4 separate regions of the Sus scrofa genome follow, and regions 1, 3 and 4 are each linked to region 2. A link is a contact called in public Hi-C and promoter capture Hi-C data. All regions are on one chromosome and are shown on one strand. Each heading gives the region's core, a stretch centred on a gene start, on an enhancer-like site or on the middle of the called end of the contact. The rest is flanking DNA. Distances are from core to core; before and after follow the strand shown.

What was found. Promoter capture Hi-C pulls out the DNA fragments that hold promoters and counts their contacts. A called contact is a pair of places that touch in the nucleus more often than the background predicts.
Region 1: a contact with region 2 is called in a Hi-C map of embryonic fibroblasts, with 2.3 times the contacts expected there. The contact joins the enhancer-like site here to the promoter of LOC100525229 in region 2. A contact is called at or near these places in 2 of 5 promoter capture datasets (fetal skeletal muscle and liver) and 3 of 47 Hi-C or Micro-C datasets (embryonic fibroblasts, liver and omental adipose tissue).
Region 3: a contact with region 2 is called in a promoter capture Hi-C map of fetal liver, with 6 times the contacts expected there. The contact joins the enhancer-like site here to the promoter of LOC100525229 in region 2. A contact is called at or near these places in 3 of 5 promoter capture datasets (fetal liver, fetal skeletal muscle and liver), 12 of 47 Hi-C or Micro-C datasets (embryonic fibroblasts, epiblast stem cells, fetal heart ventricle and 6 more) and 1 of 2 datasets of contacts at active chromatin or transcription factors (skeletal muscle).
Region 4: a contact with region 2 is called in a Hi-C map of embryonic fibroblasts, with 1.6 times the contacts expected there. The contact joins the enhancer-like site here to the promoter of LOC100525229 in region 2. A contact is called at or near these places in 4 of 47 Hi-C or Micro-C datasets (embryonic fibroblasts, fetal heart ventricle, fetal liver and 1 more) and 1 of 2 datasets of contacts at active chromatin or transcription factors (skeletal muscle).

The regions. Positions count from the first base shown.
Region 1 is chr6:107,757,638-107,762,037 of Sscrofa11.1, reverse strand. All of the region lies in intron 2 of LOC106510680 (a long non-coding RNA gene), which reads left to right. Among named protein-coding and RNA genes, the nearest start is that of RBBP8, 160 kb to the left of the region's middle. Within about 2 kb of position 2,762, at least 14 of the 83 cell types and tissues checked have an H3K27ac peak or open chromatin away from gene starts, as enhancers often do. A contact at or near this core is called in embryonic fibroblasts and omental adipose tissue, where this site is marked.
Region 2 is chr6:107,281,306-107,285,763 of Sscrofa11.1, reverse strand. It overlaps LOC100525229, which reads left to right and starts at 3,009. Exons shown (of 6, transcript XM_021096175.1): 1 at 3,009-3,097. GATA6 (GATA binding protein 6) reads right to left here and starts at 1,437. Exons shown (of 6, transcript NM_214328.2): 1 at 275-1,437. The coding sequence starts at 1,400.
Region 3 is chr6:107,656,176-107,660,208 of Sscrofa11.1, reverse strand. All of the region lies in intron 3 of LOC106510680 (a long non-coding RNA gene), which reads left to right. Among named protein-coding and RNA genes, the nearest start is that of RBBP8, 270 kb to the left of the region's middle. Within about 2 kb of position 2,753, at least 35 of the 83 cell types and tissues checked have an H3K27ac peak or open chromatin away from gene starts, as enhancers often do. A contact at or near this core is called in fetal liver, liver, retroperitoneal adipose tissue and 2 more, where this site is marked.
Region 4 is chr6:107,575,559-107,580,040 of Sscrofa11.1, reverse strand. No RefSeq gene overlaps it. Among named protein-coding and RNA genes, the nearest start is that of GATA6, 290 kb to the right of the region's middle. Within about 2 kb of position 2,995, at least 21 of the 83 cell types and tissues checked have an H3K27ac peak or open chromatin away from gene starts, as enhancers often do. A contact at or near this core is called in embryonic fibroblasts, where this site is marked.

The DNA.
Region 1 (4,400 bases), core at 1,513-4,012, 480 kb before region 2:
GATCATTTGTGGCACACATGGAATTTAAAGCAAATGAATCATTTTGGTTAGTTGATATTTTAAGTAGCATTCAAGTTCATTTATTTTCTGTCGTAGAAGTTATGTTATTACTAAAATTTTGAAAAGCAATATAGGATCTTTAAGATAGGTAACAATATAAGTGATTTTCTTTTCCAGACACAATCTCTATTATCATTTCAGTGCCTTTGACCTTTATTTTACTGTGTGCAAGTCTATCATGGTTTGAAACCCAGCTTTACATTTTTTGGACATGATTTTGTATAGCAATGACAGGGAGATTGTCTTCTGGTAATTTTGGTATTGTTGGTTTGGGAGGAGTTTTGAGGGTCATGTTAACGTACTGATGTGTGCAAATATACAGGGCAAGTTAATTCAGGTGTAAGAGGCTCGTGGTGCAATCAGAAAACAGGAAAACAGGAGAAGGAGGCTGCCATGAGGAGAGGAGCAGTGGACGGGACTCCCCTGGAGTGCAGATCAGGATCACTGAGAGGGACAGGTCACGCCCTATCCACCTGGGGAATAACATGGTGAGCCAAAAAACCATGAACTTCTACAAAGTGAGAATGAGTAGGTGAGGTCAAGAGAAAGATCATGAGGGAGTTCCTGTTGTGCTCAGTGGGTTAAGAATCCAACTAGTATCCATGAGCCTCCCTCAGTGGGCTAAGGATCTGTGTTTGCCACAAGCTGTGGTGTAGGTTGAAGACACAGCTTGGATCCGGCATCTCTGTGGCTGTGGTATAGGCAGGCAGCTGCAGCTCCAATTTGCCCCCTAGCCTGGGAACTTCCATATGCTGTGGTGAGGCCCTAAAAATGCAAAAAAAAAAAAAAAAAAAAAAAGGAAAAAGAAAAGAAAAAGACCATGAGGACAAAGAAGTTGTAGAACTTACTCTGATTCCCTAAAGATAAAAGATGTGAGATAATCCTGTAAGCCAGAAAAACCTTAGAAGATAGTCAGGCAAGACCTATTACTAGAGAGGAAAAGAAGGTAGGTATGGTCATTTGTTCACTCACTCATCTCATTCCTTCATTCATTCACCTACCCAGAAAGAATGTTTAAGTACCTGCTATAGATTCAGCATGTCCTCGGGTGCTTCTTTTTTGTCCTCCTCTGTAAGGGAGGCATTACAAACCTGCTCAGTGATAGGAGAGCGTGAAGATAGCAACCCATGTATGAATTAAAAAAAAATCCTGGTGTCATCTGTGTTGAGGAACCATAAAGTCAAAGGAAGGATGACAGTCAGGGGAAAATAGGCTTCAAATATGCTAACAATTTGCCTAAGGTGTCTGTGTGTAGAATTCTCATAACCTTATTGCTCAATAAAACATCTGGTCCATAGCCCTGGGAAAGGAGACTCTTGTTGGTGTCCTTCAGTGATGCCTACTTGAGAGAGTCTCTTGGGTTTTACCCTTGCCTGGGCTCAGGGGTGAGTTGTGACTGAATGTGTCCTGTGTGTAGACAGTTCTGGCAAACCTACCTTAACCAAAGGAAGAATCCTCATTTGTTGCTCAAAGGCCTGCTAATTATGATTTGATGAATGTAACTAGCAGGTGAACTATACCACAGCTCATAGCAATGCCAGATCCTTAACCCCCTGAACAAGGCCAGGGATCAAACTGCATCCGCATGGATCCTAGTCGGGTTCGTTAACCGCAGAGACGCGAAGGGAACTCCCGAGGCTAGAAGTCTTTATGATGCCTGGACTATGGCACTAGGAGCTCAGACTCTGAGGGCTGTAGGGAGCCCTCAGCAGCAGAAACGGTCCATATATTTTGTTTCTAAGGGCCCTTCATCAACATTAGGTTGTGGTGTGGAGGAGAAAAGTCAATATGCCTAGAACTGTGCATTGTTCAATTTAATAAACACCTAAGGGATTGAACAGAGGCTGAATAGAAAAGTTTCCAGGTGGCTTTTCCTCTCCAAGTGACTTTTTCTGTGCCTAGTAACCAAATACTTGTGTTGACATCAGGCCAAGGTTTAACTATTAGTCATATATTTTCTAGATAAGTGACACTAGCTGCCCCTTTGGATTTCAAAGACAGAAAAGGATCTTGAATTTGGGATGAGGCCCTGAGGACCTTCTTAAGTAGTGCTGACAAGTCTCCGGATGGGTTAAGGATATTCTTGATATTAGGAACTGAGCAGTCTAGCCCCAACAAGTGTGTGCACGTACTACCAAATCTTATGAGGCCATTTGGTAACAATATATTTTGTTATGTTTTTATGATGTCTTCTTGGGTGGCCAGATTATTAGCCATCAGCAGTAGTCTGGTACTGAGTGATTAAAAACTCCATGGCTTTCATATTAAAACAGAAATTGAAGTCAAACTAGGATCTATTGCCCACCCCCTCCCCTGTCCCCTGCTTACCTATTTCCCTTTCTCTCTTGGTCGCTAGCCCTATTTACCTTGTGTCTTATAGGTAATGAGATTTGAATGGCTGTGCCTACTGTAGTCTGTGTTTCGGCATGAGTGTCTGGAAGTTTGTATAAGATTTAGATCTTCTTACAAATAAGGCCTGCAGTGTTCTTTTCAGGATTTGGGGGAAGAAAGGACCAATACTGCCGTGAAGATTATCCAGCTCCCTTCCCCACTCACCTACAGGTCCCTACCTAGTGACCAAATGACTTACAAATGAGCTATGAAGAGACTTGTCCTGTGAGAGGTTTTAAAGTATATATAAGGATATTTTGCAAGAGCAGCAGTACAGAAACAAGTTCAAAAGGACAGAGGAAAAATGCTCCAAATCTGTGGCAAACAAGATTTCACTGAAATTTACAGGATTCCTTGGATATGTCGTTGATTCATGCACTGATTTCCCAACACTTTGAAACTATTTCAAGTAGTGTTTAGGGAAACAAAACTTTTCTCTGTAATAAAAAATAAATTATTCTACTTTTATAGACAAACTGAAGATGACTATTGCTTAAGTTTGTTTTTTTAAGCTGAATGCTTTTTTTTTTTTTTAAACTGGGGGGAATAGTTAAAAGAAACAACAGATTTTTCTCTCTTTCTTTCTCTCTTCACCACCCCCGTCTATTTTAACTGAAAATGAAAAACACACTTTGTGATTTAGCCAAAGGAAGTTAAGGATGAGTCTTTGGGGAGAGGAAGTAGTGCAACTGGTTATCATGTTAACCTTCCATTATAGGAGTTGGGCTCAGAGCTGGATTTGCTGCTTACAGCAAATGAACAGAACCTGAATGGTTAACATCCCACATCTACCCTACTCCTCAGCTAGCATCCTCATCCTTCACACATACTAAATACCTAGAGTGACTGGAGATAAAAGTCAGGTTATTAGATATGAAATGGCCTCCTCCTTTATTCCCCTTCTGTAAATGTCTGTATAGTTAACTATGACCACAAGCCACCTTAAAATTGAACTTCTATATCAGTGTTTTTAGACTCTCTCTTTTCTTGGTCTCTGCCTCAATTTCCCTATCTGTTAATGGAAAGAATAAAAGGCCCTGAGGGGGGCATTAAGAGTACAAGATAATCATAATTTTAGTGCGGCATGGAAGTCAGGATGTGGGTTAAGTGGTAGGAAAGGTCAGATACTGTCTATGTTTTAAAAAATAATGGCAACAAAATTTTTACTGATAGATTAAAGAACATTGTGAGAAAAAGAGGTGTTTCAGATGACTCTAATATTTTTGTGTTTGGCAACTGGAAGATTGGGATTGCTCTTTTCTGAGATGCAAAAAACTACAGAAGGAATGAGAAGGTGGAATGAAATCAAGAATTTGGTTTTAGGCATGTTAAGTTAGAGATGCTTAATGAACATCCAAGTGGAGATGTCAAGATGGTAGTTAGATATTTGAATCTGGAGTTCAGGAGAAAAGTTCAGGCTGGAAATAATAGATGTATATAATCTGTGTGTGTGTGTGTGTGTGTGTATTTAGGAATTTCAATTGTATCGATATTATTTAAAACCGTGAGGCTGTATGAGATCACATAGGGCCGAAGCCAATAATTTTTAAACTTAGCTGCACATTGGAATCAATGTGAGAGCTTGAAACAAGAATGGATGACTGAGCCTTATCCTAGACCAACTCTGGTCTAGATTATAACTCTAAGGGTCAGTTCCAGGTACTATGAGTTTATAAAAGCTCTGTGAGTTATTCTAACTTAAACCAGGGTTAAAAATCACGACCCTGGAGTTCTCGTCATGGCGCAATGGTTAATGAATCTGACTAGGAACCATGAAGTTGCGGGTTTGGTCCCTGCCCTTGCTCAGTGGGTTGGGGATCCGGTGTTGCCATGAGCTGTGGCGTAGGTTGCAGATGCGGCTTGGATCTGGCGTTGCTGTGGCTCTGGTGTAGGCTGGTGGCTGCAGCTCCGATTCGACCCCTAGCCTGGGAACCTCCATGTGCTGCGGG
Region 2 (4,458 bases), core at 1,760-4,259:
TTCCAACTGCCCACCCCAGTCGCTATTCATCAGGTCCCTGGACGTCTTCCCAGACACTGAGCTACATCTGAGCATCTAGACTCTCTCCTGGAATGGCACTAAGACACTTCGCAAAACAGAAGCAGCACATCAGCTCTGTCAGACTCTGGGCATTCAGACAGGAATGCCCAAGTCAAGCAGCTGCTCCGCGTTCCGCAACGCCCCCCCCCGCCCCCAGTCCAGCCAGGCCTAGGCGCCTTGAGCCCCCACCCCCGCGCGGTTGCGCGACCCTTACCTGCGCTGGGGCCCCGAGGCACAGGGAGCGGGGCTCCGGCGCGACTCTGTAGACTGTGCAGCACCGGGGTCTCGAAGGGTCCCGCAGGCCATGCGGGCGTCAGCGGCGCACCCACGTAGGGCGAGTAGGCACTTGGGTGGTGATGGTGATGGTGATGGTACGTCCCGTTCAACGGCCGCGCGGCCGATAGCGAGCTGTATTGGTGCTCGCGGCTGCCCATGGCCGCCAGGCCACCGCCACTGCCGCCGCTCACGCCGCCCGCGCCCCCGCCGCCGGCAGCTGCGTAGCCCCCGGGGTCCCTAGCCGCGCCATTGGCCATGGGAGGGCTGGGCGAGTAAGGGAAGCGCGCCGAGACATGCGCCGCGGCCGAGCCTGCGCTGCCCGGCCCCGCCGCCCCGCCGCCCGCCGTGCCGCCTCCGCTGCCATATGGGGGGCTATCCGCTGAGGCCTGTGGCCAGCCGGGGTGCGAGCCCGCGCCGCCCGCATGATTGGCGGGCCCGCTGCCCGCCCCCTGCAGGTACGGTAGGCCTGGCAGCATGGAGCCCACGCGCGTGGTGGGAACGTAAACCGGGGAGCTAGCCGCCGCTGCGGCCGCTGCAGCCGCGGCCGCCGAGTGCACGAAGCCGCCGGGCGCTCCGTCGTAAGCGGCGGGCCCCTGGCTGGAGAGGGCTGCGAGGGTCTGGTACATCTCCTCCGGCTGCTCGGGTGCGAAAGGGCTCAGCTTGGCGCCGCGGCTGGACCACAGCAGCTTGCTGGCGGTCGCGGCCTGGTCGAGGTCAGTGAAGAGCAATAGGTCCTCCCAGCTCGACAGGGCGCCCCCGGGGGCAGAGATCCCGGGCGCCGAAGGTCCGTGAGGAGCCCCGAAGGGATGCGAGGCGTAAGGGTTGAGCAGCAGCGAGCGGGCTGTGGGTCCCGCCGCCGCCTCCGTGTCGAGCTGCGGCGTCCTGCAGTTGCTGGCGCCGCCGGGGCCACGCTCCCCACCCCGTGAGCAGCAGGAGGAAGAGGAGGAGATGGGGGAAGGCGGCGTAGAGGGCTCCCGCGCTGGAAAGCCTCCGGAGTCGCCGGCGTCCGCAGCCGCGGCCCCTAAGCGCTTTGGCAGACACCAGCCGCCGTCAGTCAAGGCCATCCACGGTCCCGCGCTGCTCCAAGCTGACTTCTAGCTCCTGAGACCGGGTGGGGAGGGAGGCAGGGTCGGGAGAAAAAATAAAAAGGAATTATCAAAAGCGCATGCTGCCCTTCTCACTTCCACTCCCCTCTCTAGATAATGAGATTCCTCAAAGATCCCGTCTCGGCCCAGGTTCTAGGGGTGGGGAAAGAGAGGAGCATGGAGCCTGCTCAGCCGCCACAAGGTCCTCCCAGAACCAGGATACCCGCTCTCCTTCTCCCGCACCTCCAGAGTCCCCTCGCCCTCCCCTCCCACCCTCCTTCGCAGCATCCTCCATCCACACGCGCGCCAGATCCCAGGGGTGACTGCGAGGCTGACCAAGGTTTTCCTTCCGCCCCGAAGTGGCTCCCTCCCGGCCGATGGCACACAAAGGAACTTTTGTTAAAGTAGCTGTGCGTGTCGGTGCTGCCTTATTACGCCCCGGTACGGAGGGCTCCCTCGCAGGGAATGCCTCAGTGTGAAGGCTGCCCGCTTGAAAATCATTAGCGCAGGGAAAGCAACCTGTCCCAGAAAACGAAACCACCGAGTTCTCCCATACTGGCTCTCCCAGAGCTTCCCGGACTGCGCTGACGAGACGCAACGCGAGCTCCAGAGAGAAATGCAACCCAGCCCAGGGAGGTGGGGCGCCTGGGCGGAGACCGCAGTCTCGGACCTTCAGGGCACAGGCAGTGCGAAGTCTCATGCCCAACCCGCGTCCCCGTGGCGCCGCACACCTTAGACACCGCTCGCCCCCGCAGCCACCGATGCGTGCGCTCACGCCGGCCGGGCCATGCCGGCTGGGCCACCCCGGCCCACCCCGCGGTCATCCCCAGGCGCGGAAAGGCTAGACGGTTCCGGAATGGACGTAGCAGGGTGGAGCGGAGCGCGGAGGAAAAAAGGGGGGGATGAAAGGGGGACTTGAGACCGCCCTGGAGACGAAGCCACCCCAAAAGGGAGAGCAGCAAGAATGACAGGGAGACTAGGAGGGGGTGGAGGGAGGCCAAACGCAGCCTAGCTGGCCTCTATGGGGCTGCTTTTCCAAATCGTTTCGGCTCATCGGAGATAACCATACTAAAATTAATACACACACAGACCCAGGCCAGATAGCACGAAAGAAGTCTCTGCGCGCCTGACTCCGGCTCCCGCCCCTTTGCGCCAAGATAACTCGGAGATAAGGGTGCGCGCAGATAAGCGCTTCGGAGAGAGGAAAAGACACCAGAAGTTAGTCCGCGGTATCCAGGAACCTGGGAGCCGCCACGGCCTGCCAGGAGTGGATAAGATAGACACCCTTGGAGCCGATCGCGGCCCGCAGAGGGCCGGAGAGCCGAGGCCGAGGGGCCTGCGTTGGGTGGGGGGTGCAGAGGAAGAAAGAGGGGTGCTCGAGCAAGAGAGGTAGCAGCCGAACCTGGGGTGGGCGCAGCGCATGGAGAACAGCGGTGGAGGAGTGTGCTCCCGAATGTGGAGAGAGGCCGAAGGCGCCAGCCGGCGAGCGCGAGTCCGGGGTCTGCGCGGTGCTGCTGGTGAATAAAAAGGAGAGAGGAGGCGCCTCTTACTGCTCTGCCGGAAAACTGCAGCCTGCGCTCCTGATTGGACTCACCGAGCCCTAAACAAACAGCGCTCGCCGAAGGGTGCCAGGCTGTGGGTCGGAACTGCGCTCAGCGAGCAGCTGGGCGCTGGAGGTGAAGAGGAGGAGGAGGAGGAGGGAACGAGGGGAGGAGAGAAAAGAGGGTGGGGAGGGGAAGGCGGGCGGCGGGGGAGGGGAGCGCGCTGCTAGGGCAGACAATGAGTCCCGCGCAGCCTGCGGGTGTGGGCTGAGCTGCGAGCGCGGTCCTAGGACTAAGAGCAAGTCCACCCAGGGGGCGCCGATCCCGGGGACGCCGGGGGAGGGGCAGAGGTGGCAGAACGCCTGACCTGGCTGGCGACCCACACCCATTCCTCCTCCCCCAGTTACACACATACTCAAGGGGGGGAGGCGCTGGCAGGGTTGACTATGCATAGTCCAACGCTGTCTCCGCAGCGGGAGAGACGCGCCATCTCGGGGGTCAGCGAGCCCTCAGAAAGTGAGGGGAAAGTGCCTTCCTCCGCTGGTCTCCCCCACTGCTGCCTCCACATTAAATGAACTTTTTGCCCCGTAGTTGTGTATGTTTCCCGACCTCTTCTCGAGACCTTGGGGCTCAGGTCCTGGTGGCCGTCGGGGGTCTAGTCTCCTGTGATGTAGGAAAGAAGGAACTAGAGCGCCTAGCTCCCTATCTCTGCTCCGCTTTTTACAAACGGTACTAAATTCCTGGGAAGTTTCGGGAGGTACACGTCGGCACTCCCCAGCTAATCTCTGAGAACTTTTAATTCGGGGCCCTGGTGTACGTAAAGGTTAGTCCACGAGGTGCGCAGAAGGGACAAGGGCTACTAGGCCAGTCGCGCTCTCCGAGTTCTGGTGTCCTGTTTGCTCTGAGCTTTCCCTGGAGAACTTCAGGTAAGTCACATATAAGTCGTTGGAAAGAGGAGGGGGGTCACCTTCCCTGGTTCCAGGGCTAAATACCACTTCCCCACCCCCACCCTCACATACACACCCCTTCTTCGCTCCCTCCAAATGGTTATCACAACTGTGTACAAACTGATACGGTCCTTCGCCGGCAAAGGGACTGGAAATGAACGTCGCGGGGTTATCAGCGCCGATCTGTCAGCAGGGAGTCGCGCGGCCCGCAGGTTCGTCCTCGGCAGGAGCCGTGATGTATGTCTCGCTCCCTTACGCTCACAAAAAGGATTTCTTCCGACAGCTGTGACCCCAGAAGGCTGTCGAAAATTTTAACTAGGGCAGGAGGAGTTGTTTTGTAGGAATGGATTTTTACACTTTTTTTCCAGGTAAATCGAAGTAAATGATTTTCTAAAGGTCAGTCTCCCTGAAAGCCTTTGGGCTGTGTGTGTGTGTGTGTGTGTGTGTGTGCGCGCGCGCGCGCGTGCGCGCGCGTGTGTGTGTGTGTGTGTGTGTGTGTGTGTGTGTGTTTCCAGTTGGGGAAGGGAGAGTTGCATAGAGTTGAACCCG
Region 3 (4,033 bases), core at 1,504-4,003, 370 kb before region 2:
AAGGTTTTATGTGTTTCCAGTTGGTATCATAACATGCTTACTAAAATGTGTGCGTTAAATTAGTGAGTCTGAGTCTTAGTTGGGATGTGAGTGTGGAATCTTGGATTACGGATATGTGAAATATTAACCATTTAATAAACACCCAGCCAGCCACCACAGTAGCTTTCAAATACTTGGAATATATTCTTACTTGTGTTCCTCCCCAGCCATGTTTGGGGAGCATTTAGGCAATTAGTCATAGAGCTCTGGGCTTATCCTTTGCATTCCATAAAAATGTTTCAATTTTAGGAACAAATCTCAGGAAACCAGGACTTTTCAGATTGTGTGAGAGTTTAAATCTTTTGTACATGACTTAGTCAAACGCGTTGAGTACTCTTTTTTTTTTTTTTTTTTAAGACAATGACCTTTATAGTAAGAGTGAGTATAAACTCCTATGTTAATCGCTTTTATAACTCTTTCCAGTGCTTCACTCAGGGCTATGTACATAGTACTTTCTCCATGTTTGTTGGTGATATAATTCATAATAATTTTAAGTAAGAAAATCCACCATCAATTAAGCAAAGTGCTTATGATGCTTCTTGATTCTTCTTTCAGTTTAAACAGAAACCAAATTGGTTTCCTTTATTGATGACGCTGGCAGGGTATCTATGCATATTCATCAAGGCTCCTCCTTACCTTTGTGGTTAGTGTTTTTAGGAGGCACTGTTTATCACAGACTAAAGCTTTGGGAGCCAGAGAGAACCGGGTTCAGTGGGTTTATATTGCTAGGTTTTAGAAGGATTAGAGGCAAATATATATGTATAGTGCTTGGCACAGAAAAGATAAAAATTTTGTGTTATTGTTTCTAGCTATATTAGTAATTTATCATCATCATAATAATAGTATGTTGGAAAGCTGGATAGAAGATGCACAGAGGAGACAGTGGGGTGAGTGTGGCACACATCTGAATTAGACCAGTCTGGTTATTTGCAAGTTCTCTTTCAGCAAATATTTATCCAGTACCTTCAATGAGCAGCACTGTTCTAGGCACTAGTGGCCAAGTGGTGAATGAGGCAGAGTCCTTGCCTTGGTGGACATTATCTGCTGACTTCAATGTCATAGGGAGGCTACAATGTCCTTTAGCAAGAGAATTTTTTGAAGCTTTTTTTTTTTTTTTTTTTTTGCCTGTTTCTATTTAGCTTTTTGAAAATTTTTTTTGGTAACAGCTTTATTGAGATACAATTCACATACCATACAATTCATCACTTTAAAGCTTATAATTCAGTGATTTTTAAAATATATTCAGAGTTGTTCAACCACAACTACGATCAATTCTAGAACATTTTCAGCACCCCAAAGAGAAATTATACCCCTAAATTGTTATTCCTCCCTCTCCACCCCACCTTCCTTCACGGCAACCAATCTTCCTGTCTCTATAGATTTTCTTATTCTGGATACTTTATACAAATGGAATCATACAATATGTTGGTTTTTTTGTAACTGGCTTCTATCACTTAGCCTAATGTTTTCAAGTTTCATCCATGTTATTGCATATATGAATTCTTGGCCCTTTTTTATGGCTGAAAACTTTTTAAAAATCTCCTAATGCATATTAAATACTAAGTTGTTGATGGATTGCTGCTTTTTTTTTTTTTAATAGTGTGTGGGGTCCTGTCTTGCCTTCTTCCTCACCACTCCTTCTCCCACCCTTCCTAAGAAGGGTTTTCTCTCCTAGTCTCTTTGAAGGCAACTGCATTCCTGCTGCTGCACATATTCCTGCTTTAACTTTAACATCCACTGAAATTTGGAACATGTGGCACCTACTTTTGCAATGACAGGAAATCTGGTTTCTGTCCTTTATTTCTTCTTAGTCCTTTCATTTTGCATCTGTGCACCCTCTGAATGTAATGGTTCCAGGATTTTCTACAGAACTTTGTAGAATTGGCCTTAGAATGGAAGCTTCAAATGATATCCAAAGATACATGAACCAGCCAAAGGAGAAAGTGTTGGGATGAAGAAAATCAGTAATGACAGCCAGGGAATTTTCACCAAATTGGAACAGACTTGTTCCTTATTCTTTATGCCTGATGGATTGAACAGTTTCCACAAGGGCTTTGTACCATCTAGGACCTGAAGATACGCTGTTTTTCCTAGCAAACTCCAGACTCTATTTTACCCTCACTTCCTTTCTTCTGGGTTTGGCCCATGCAAAGCCCACCGATAAGTTATAAATGACTTATCAAGCATTAACGTTTAGAAAGTAGACGGCTCCATAAATACCTACTTGGACTCATTAAAAAGCTACAGTGATTAAAGAGAATGATTAGTGTGGTGCCAGAGGGGAAAGAAGAAAATCCAACATCTGACTCAAACCCGGCCAGACCTCTTCTCAGGGCAGACGTTCATGTCCTGGAAGAGGATCTGGCCTGCGAGCAGGAACAGGGAGACAGAGCTTCGGAGGCGGCATCTGAGCAAACTGCACACTAGGCCTGTCAAGGGAAGAGTTATGAAAAGTGCACACGTTCTTAGAGACGATTACCCCCTTGCCCTCCACGCCTCCTTCCCAACCTCCCCTTCCACTCCCTGTTGCCCCCCTGAAACTGAAAACATTATTAAAACAGGGAAACCTATAACTGGTATGAAATGACCCTCCAATGACTGCCTAATTACATCGAAATGAAAGCCGGGGGGCTACAAATAACCCGTAACTGTCCCGGCTGTCACTGAAGAGGAGCCTGCACATGAGTCATGAGTCATGAATTAGCCACTAAGTGTTTCACGTCCAGCCACGGGCCGCCGGCCTCTGCCCTGCCCGCGCTGGCCCCTCGCGGCCTCCCACGCCAGGCCCCGCGCGGCGCTCCGAATCCCGGGTCGGGACCAGGCGGCGGGGCTCCTGCTCCAGGCGTTTGTTGTTGTTGCTCGGAGGGCGCAGGAACTCGGCGCCCCGCTCCCCCTGCAGCCCCCGGCCGGCGTGGGGGAAGTCTCCCAGGCTGCACAGGAGACAGGCTGACTGAAGGAGCGCAGCCAGCGCGGCTGCAGATAAGTTAATGTACACAGAGAGGATGTAAATTACCACGACCCTCAGCAGCAGGACATTGGCCAGGGCCCTGTCAGGGAGAGGACAAGCGGCGGCGGGCCGGGGGCTCGCTGACATCCAGCCCGAGATGGAGCCGCCAGGCGGCCCGGCCGAGGAGGACCTTTTGGAGCCAGGCTTTCCTTGAAAACAGCTGCGTGTCCCTGACACCTCCAAACTAATGCATTTTTAATCAGGGGAATTAGCTCTAGGCGTCCCATATTTTTCCAAACCCCCTCTTGCAGCCACGTCCCCGTTCCCGCCCCAGTTTAGTGACTAGCAGTCCCATTATGTTTCCTTATCGACTCTGCAGTCTCCCGCTGCTCCCACGCACTCCAGACCCAGCCACCTTTGAAAGCCTCCCCTCCCCACCCCCACCCTCCTCCTTGGCCTGTTCTCTCCAGCACAGCTTTAGCCCCCACCCTTCCCTCTGTTTATACAGTGACATCACGGCCCCTGGCTCTTCAAGACTCAGAGAAAACAGAGTTCAAAAAGGCAAACAGGAAAGCCAGCTGGTCGTAGGCACCGGGTGAGATTCGGTCCAACTGAGGCGGGACTGCACGCGTGCGATCACCCCTGTCGGAGCCCAGCTCTTTAAAATACCAAGTCCTTGGGACGCTGCTTCCCAGGCAAATGCCCATGACAGTTTTAGGGGAAATTTTATGCGAGAAACACTTGGAGGATTTAGTTTTCCAATAGCCAACGAAAGAAAAAGTAAAAAGATAAAACAGGTGAAATTAATTTAAATAATAGTATTTAACCCCATAGATCCAAAATATGCTTTGAATCAATATAAAAAACGATGAATGAGGTATTTTGTATTCTTTTTGTTATGGTAAGTCTTTGAAATCCAGTATTTTTACTCTAACAGCACTCCTCAATTTAGATGTTAGTTTTCCATTGGAAGTACTTGATTTGTATTTAGAGTTCATAAAACTTGCAGTTGGAGAAGTTGATTCACAAACCCAAGTTGTTCCAAAC
Region 4 (4,482 bases), core at 1,746-4,245, 290 kb before region 2:
TCAGCTTCCAAGAGAATGCCTCCTTCTCTAGGAAGTCTGCTTGGACCTCACAGGTTAGTTTCCATGAAGAACAATTTTATAGCTCCTACCATGCTGAATTTAAATTCTTTCTACCTGCCTGTCTCCCCCTCAAGTGAACCATCTGTGTCACTCCTCTTTGCTTATCCTGGCATGAACATTGCTGAATGTCACAGGGTTTTCTATAACCTTTCTCACCCAGTAGATTGTGAGAGGATCAAACCATTCTCCCAGGTTCTTCCCAAGGCATCCCTTGCTGTACCCTGTGAAAAGACAATATCTGAATAAGGAACCAAATCTTTTGTGATGATAATGTGGTGGGGTCTCTGACAGGTCTCTTCCTGGTCCTACTGCTGTCCTCCCATGTCCTTAGATGCTGTAGGTGAGCTCTCAAAATCCTGAAGCTCGTCCAACTCCCGCATTGGATTGAGAAACACTTAGCGGCCAGAGGATTGGTTTGCCCTGGACCTAGAGCTGGGAGTGGGGAGAGAGGAGGGATGTCTTTTTTGTGTCCAAGCCCAGTGCATCAGGGCTAGGCAGGCAGTTCTGCATGACATTACAAACAATTAAGTTTTTATTTGCTCTGAATACGGCTTTCAAATATTAGCTTTCCTCTTAGCATCGTCTCTTGGTCATCACTGAGGGACCAATTTCCAGTTTTATACAAAGTTTCCTCTGGTGGCAAAGCAAAGGAACACTCTCCTTTGTGTTCGCCAGAACCCATCCCCCTTCTCCCTGAGCCCACAGCTAGACGATGTTACCTAGCCTTCCTTGCCATTAGGTGTGGCCATGTGACTGAGTTCTGACCAATGACATGAGAGTGAACATGAAGAGCATCACTTCCAAGCCTGGCCCCTGGAAACCTCTCAAGGGTGTCTCATCATTCTCCCTTCCTCCGTCTTCTAGCGGGATGCCAACATTCAGGATAACTTGAGAAGTTACCTGTTCATTACAGCAGAGCTTCCCTCAGCCCAGGTACCTAAAAGATAGCCAGTTAGACTGCGTCAGGACAAGAAATAAACTTCTCTTGTGTTAAGCCTTAGAAATTGTACATGCATTAACGGCACTTAGAGTTACTTTAACTTTTATACTAAGACCCATTTTCCAGGCCCTGGGCAGTAAGAAACACGTAGTATGCATTGTTCAACTTGATCTCTTTGTGGAGCGATTGCCATGGAAGGTCACAGTTCCTTCAGAAGAATGGTAAATTTTCCTCCCTGACACTTTGATTGTGTAAACCTAGAAGAAAAATTCATTGTTACTTGCTAGGTGTACACCCATTCATGGCTGCAAAGATGTGTTCTTTCATTCTGGAACTGCAGTTGGCAACTTTAAAAAGAAAAAATATCCAGATAATAAATATTTTTGGCTTTGTTGGCTACAGATAATCTCTGTCGCCTGTTTGATTTTTTTTTTAGCAATTCTTTACAAATGTAAGAACCATTCCTACATAAGCCTTGCAAAAATGGGTTGCAAGCCAGATTTTGCCCAGAGGTCATGATTTGCCAACACCTCACCAAGTTTGGATAGGCCAGAGGGTCTCAACCAGGGATGACCTTAACCCCCACAGGACATGTGGTGATGTCTGAAGATAATTTTGACTGTCATGATTGGAAGGGTACAGCTTGCATCCAGTGAGTAGAGGCCAGGGCTGCTGCTAAACATCTTACAATGCATAGGACAACCCCTGCCATAAAGAATATTCTGGTCCAAAATGTCAATACTACATAAATTGAAAACTCTGGCATAGAGGAGTGAGTTTCCTCCTTTGCCAATAATGGGAAAGATTCTAGAGGCCTCTCACAGGGATCTGCAGAGGCCCCAGGGCATGTACCCTTCATAAGACTATTCCCCTGTGGACATAAAATGTATTTTTGTTCTTCAGGAAAACTGAAGCAGTTGCAAATGCCTTGATGAGTTAGGGGACTATCCTGAAATTCAAGGTCACAGGCAAGGAAGTTCTTCTGGGGACAGTGGTGCTGGTGTGTGGATCCAGGTAGCCCTTTGCCCCTGCTCTGCTGCCTTTCACAGCTGGGGGCAGACTGAGACAGAAGTTGTCCTGGAGACAGAAATCACCTGATAAGGTGTCCTGGTGGGTCCTTACTGATCCAGCAGCACAGCATGACTAACAATGAAGCTCAAATCTATACTTTCTGATAGCCCTGCTGCAGACTAAAAACCATTTCAGCTAATTTCAGAATCCATGATATATTTGTGAGTGTGTATGCATGTAATATGTGTTGAGTTTTTTTGTTTGTTTGTTTGCTTTTTAGGGCTGCACCCATGACATATGGAAGTTCCCACGCTAGGGGTTGAATTGGAGCTACGGCTGCTGGCCTATGCCACAGCCACAGCAACAGGGATCTGAGCCATGTCTTGGACCTATACTACAGCTCACGGCAATGCTGGACCCCTAACCCACTGAGCGAGGCCAGGGATCAAACCCATAACCTCATGGATCCTAGTCAGGTTAACCGCTGGGCCACATAGGGAACTCCCGAGAGGCATCTTTATGTATCTAACGATGCTTTAATTAAGCTGATATTCAAATTAGCTTAAATCCTCAGCGTCCCTGGGAGATGCAGCTTATGGAGCAGCAGATGATGGGGGAAAGACAGTCCATGATTAAAACGTCACATGGGATAAATGCCAAAGCAGAGGTCCCACCCTGGGAGAGTTATGAATTGACTGCACCCCTTCTCATCTCCACCCCCTCAATCATTGCTGATGGGCAGAGGGAAACCATTTTCTGCCATCTGGTTTTTGCAAAAGTCAGGCAGTAAGCTCCCTGGGACAGGGATCTTATCTTGTGTAGTTCAAGAATGAGCACATGGCTGTGTACACTCCACAAGCCCTATTAGTACTGAACGCAATCATAAAAATAGCCCAAACGTGGAGATGTGATAACGCCCCACAGTCAGCCTTAGTCATCGTGTCCGAAGGGCAGTGGGTTCCCCAGGCTGGTGCCTTACGTCCTACAGACAAGCACCTTGGCTGATAAGGCGGCGGCCTATTGTAAGACTCACACAGTAGTTCCCAGGATCCTGGAAAAACAGCAGTTCAATCACAACTTTTTTTCCCCTGGTGTTTGACTTTGGCACCGAGTTCTTTTCAAATGAGAACTATGCCAAACATCTTGTCCTAACCCTTCTACTCAGCAAGTATGCGAACAAGCTCTCTGTAGCATGCCAGGCACAGGGTGTGTGTGCAGGGGGAGTTCTGGTGGGAGGCTGCGAGGAGCAGAATGCTTTCTCTGTGGGCAGGAACCGGCTCTGGGCAGCATCTAGAAGCAGGGCAGAATGATCAGTGCCCAGGGCACAGTGAGGCCTGCCCAGCTCAGGCAGCACTGGATGGAGGGTCTGTGCCTCCAGGGCCCCAGGCCAGGCCTGCCTGTGATTTTCGGGGTTGGCAGGCGCTGGTGTTTCCTCCCCCGAGAAAAGTGCGCAGACATTAGGGGAATGTCTCATTGTTGTGGCATCTGGATCTGAATTCTCCTCTGGGACCAGCTAGGAAATAGCTGGAGCCCACAGGAGAAAGCTCACGTATGGAGGGTGTGTTTGCCTATAAATATTCGAATGTGTGTGCAGTCACACATTTGCAGGGTGCTAGGATGGCTATGGGATGGACACAGCGGTCTGTGTCTGGAGGAAGATCTTGCACACTGGATGTCCTAAGGAAGAAGTCCTCCTCCCGAGCAGGTAAATCCTTTCCCTCCTGGGCTCAGGGGGAAGCTGGGCCTGCACCAGGACAGAGAGAAGCTTCCCCAGCACCAGCCATCCCAGTTCCCAGCCAGCTTCTGGGGCTCCAACCCTCTGCACCAAGACCGTCCATCTCCCACTGCAGGAAAGGCATCGTTCTTCATTCCCAGGGCAAATTGTTCCTAGGAAAGAGCAGAATCTTAGAAGGAAATCACATCATCGCGAGGGGAGAGCCAGTTCCTTTGTACTATTTTTCAGGGCTGCCTTTGGAGCCAATAATCTGTCATTCCTTGAATAAACAAGCACCTTATCATATCACAAACATTTATTTAACCCTTTTCTCCTGCACTTTTACCAGCAGGGAGAAGGAAAGCGGTTAGCAGGGCGGCCGGAGCCCTGTGGCAGAAATGCCAAATTCCCTGAACGTTACACCCAATCTGTAAAGTGTCAGCCAGCCCTTCTCTCTGTCTTCATAAAACGCTGGAGCCGGTCACCCAGACTCACGGTCCGCATTCCCACTACTCTTCCCATCCCCCCCCCAACCCCTGTCCATTAATACCCCTCACCCTTTTGCAGACAGGCCCTTAATTCCATCCAAATGGAGTCTGGACTAATTTGTTAGGTTCTTTAGGGGGTTGGTGAGGGAAATAGAAGCGGGGGCCTGGGGGGAGCAGGCAAGGGAGTATTTACATTTCTCCTTTGCATGACAGTCCGAGTGATGGACAGAGCTGGGGAGACCAGCATTTTTTAATGTGTGTGTGATTTT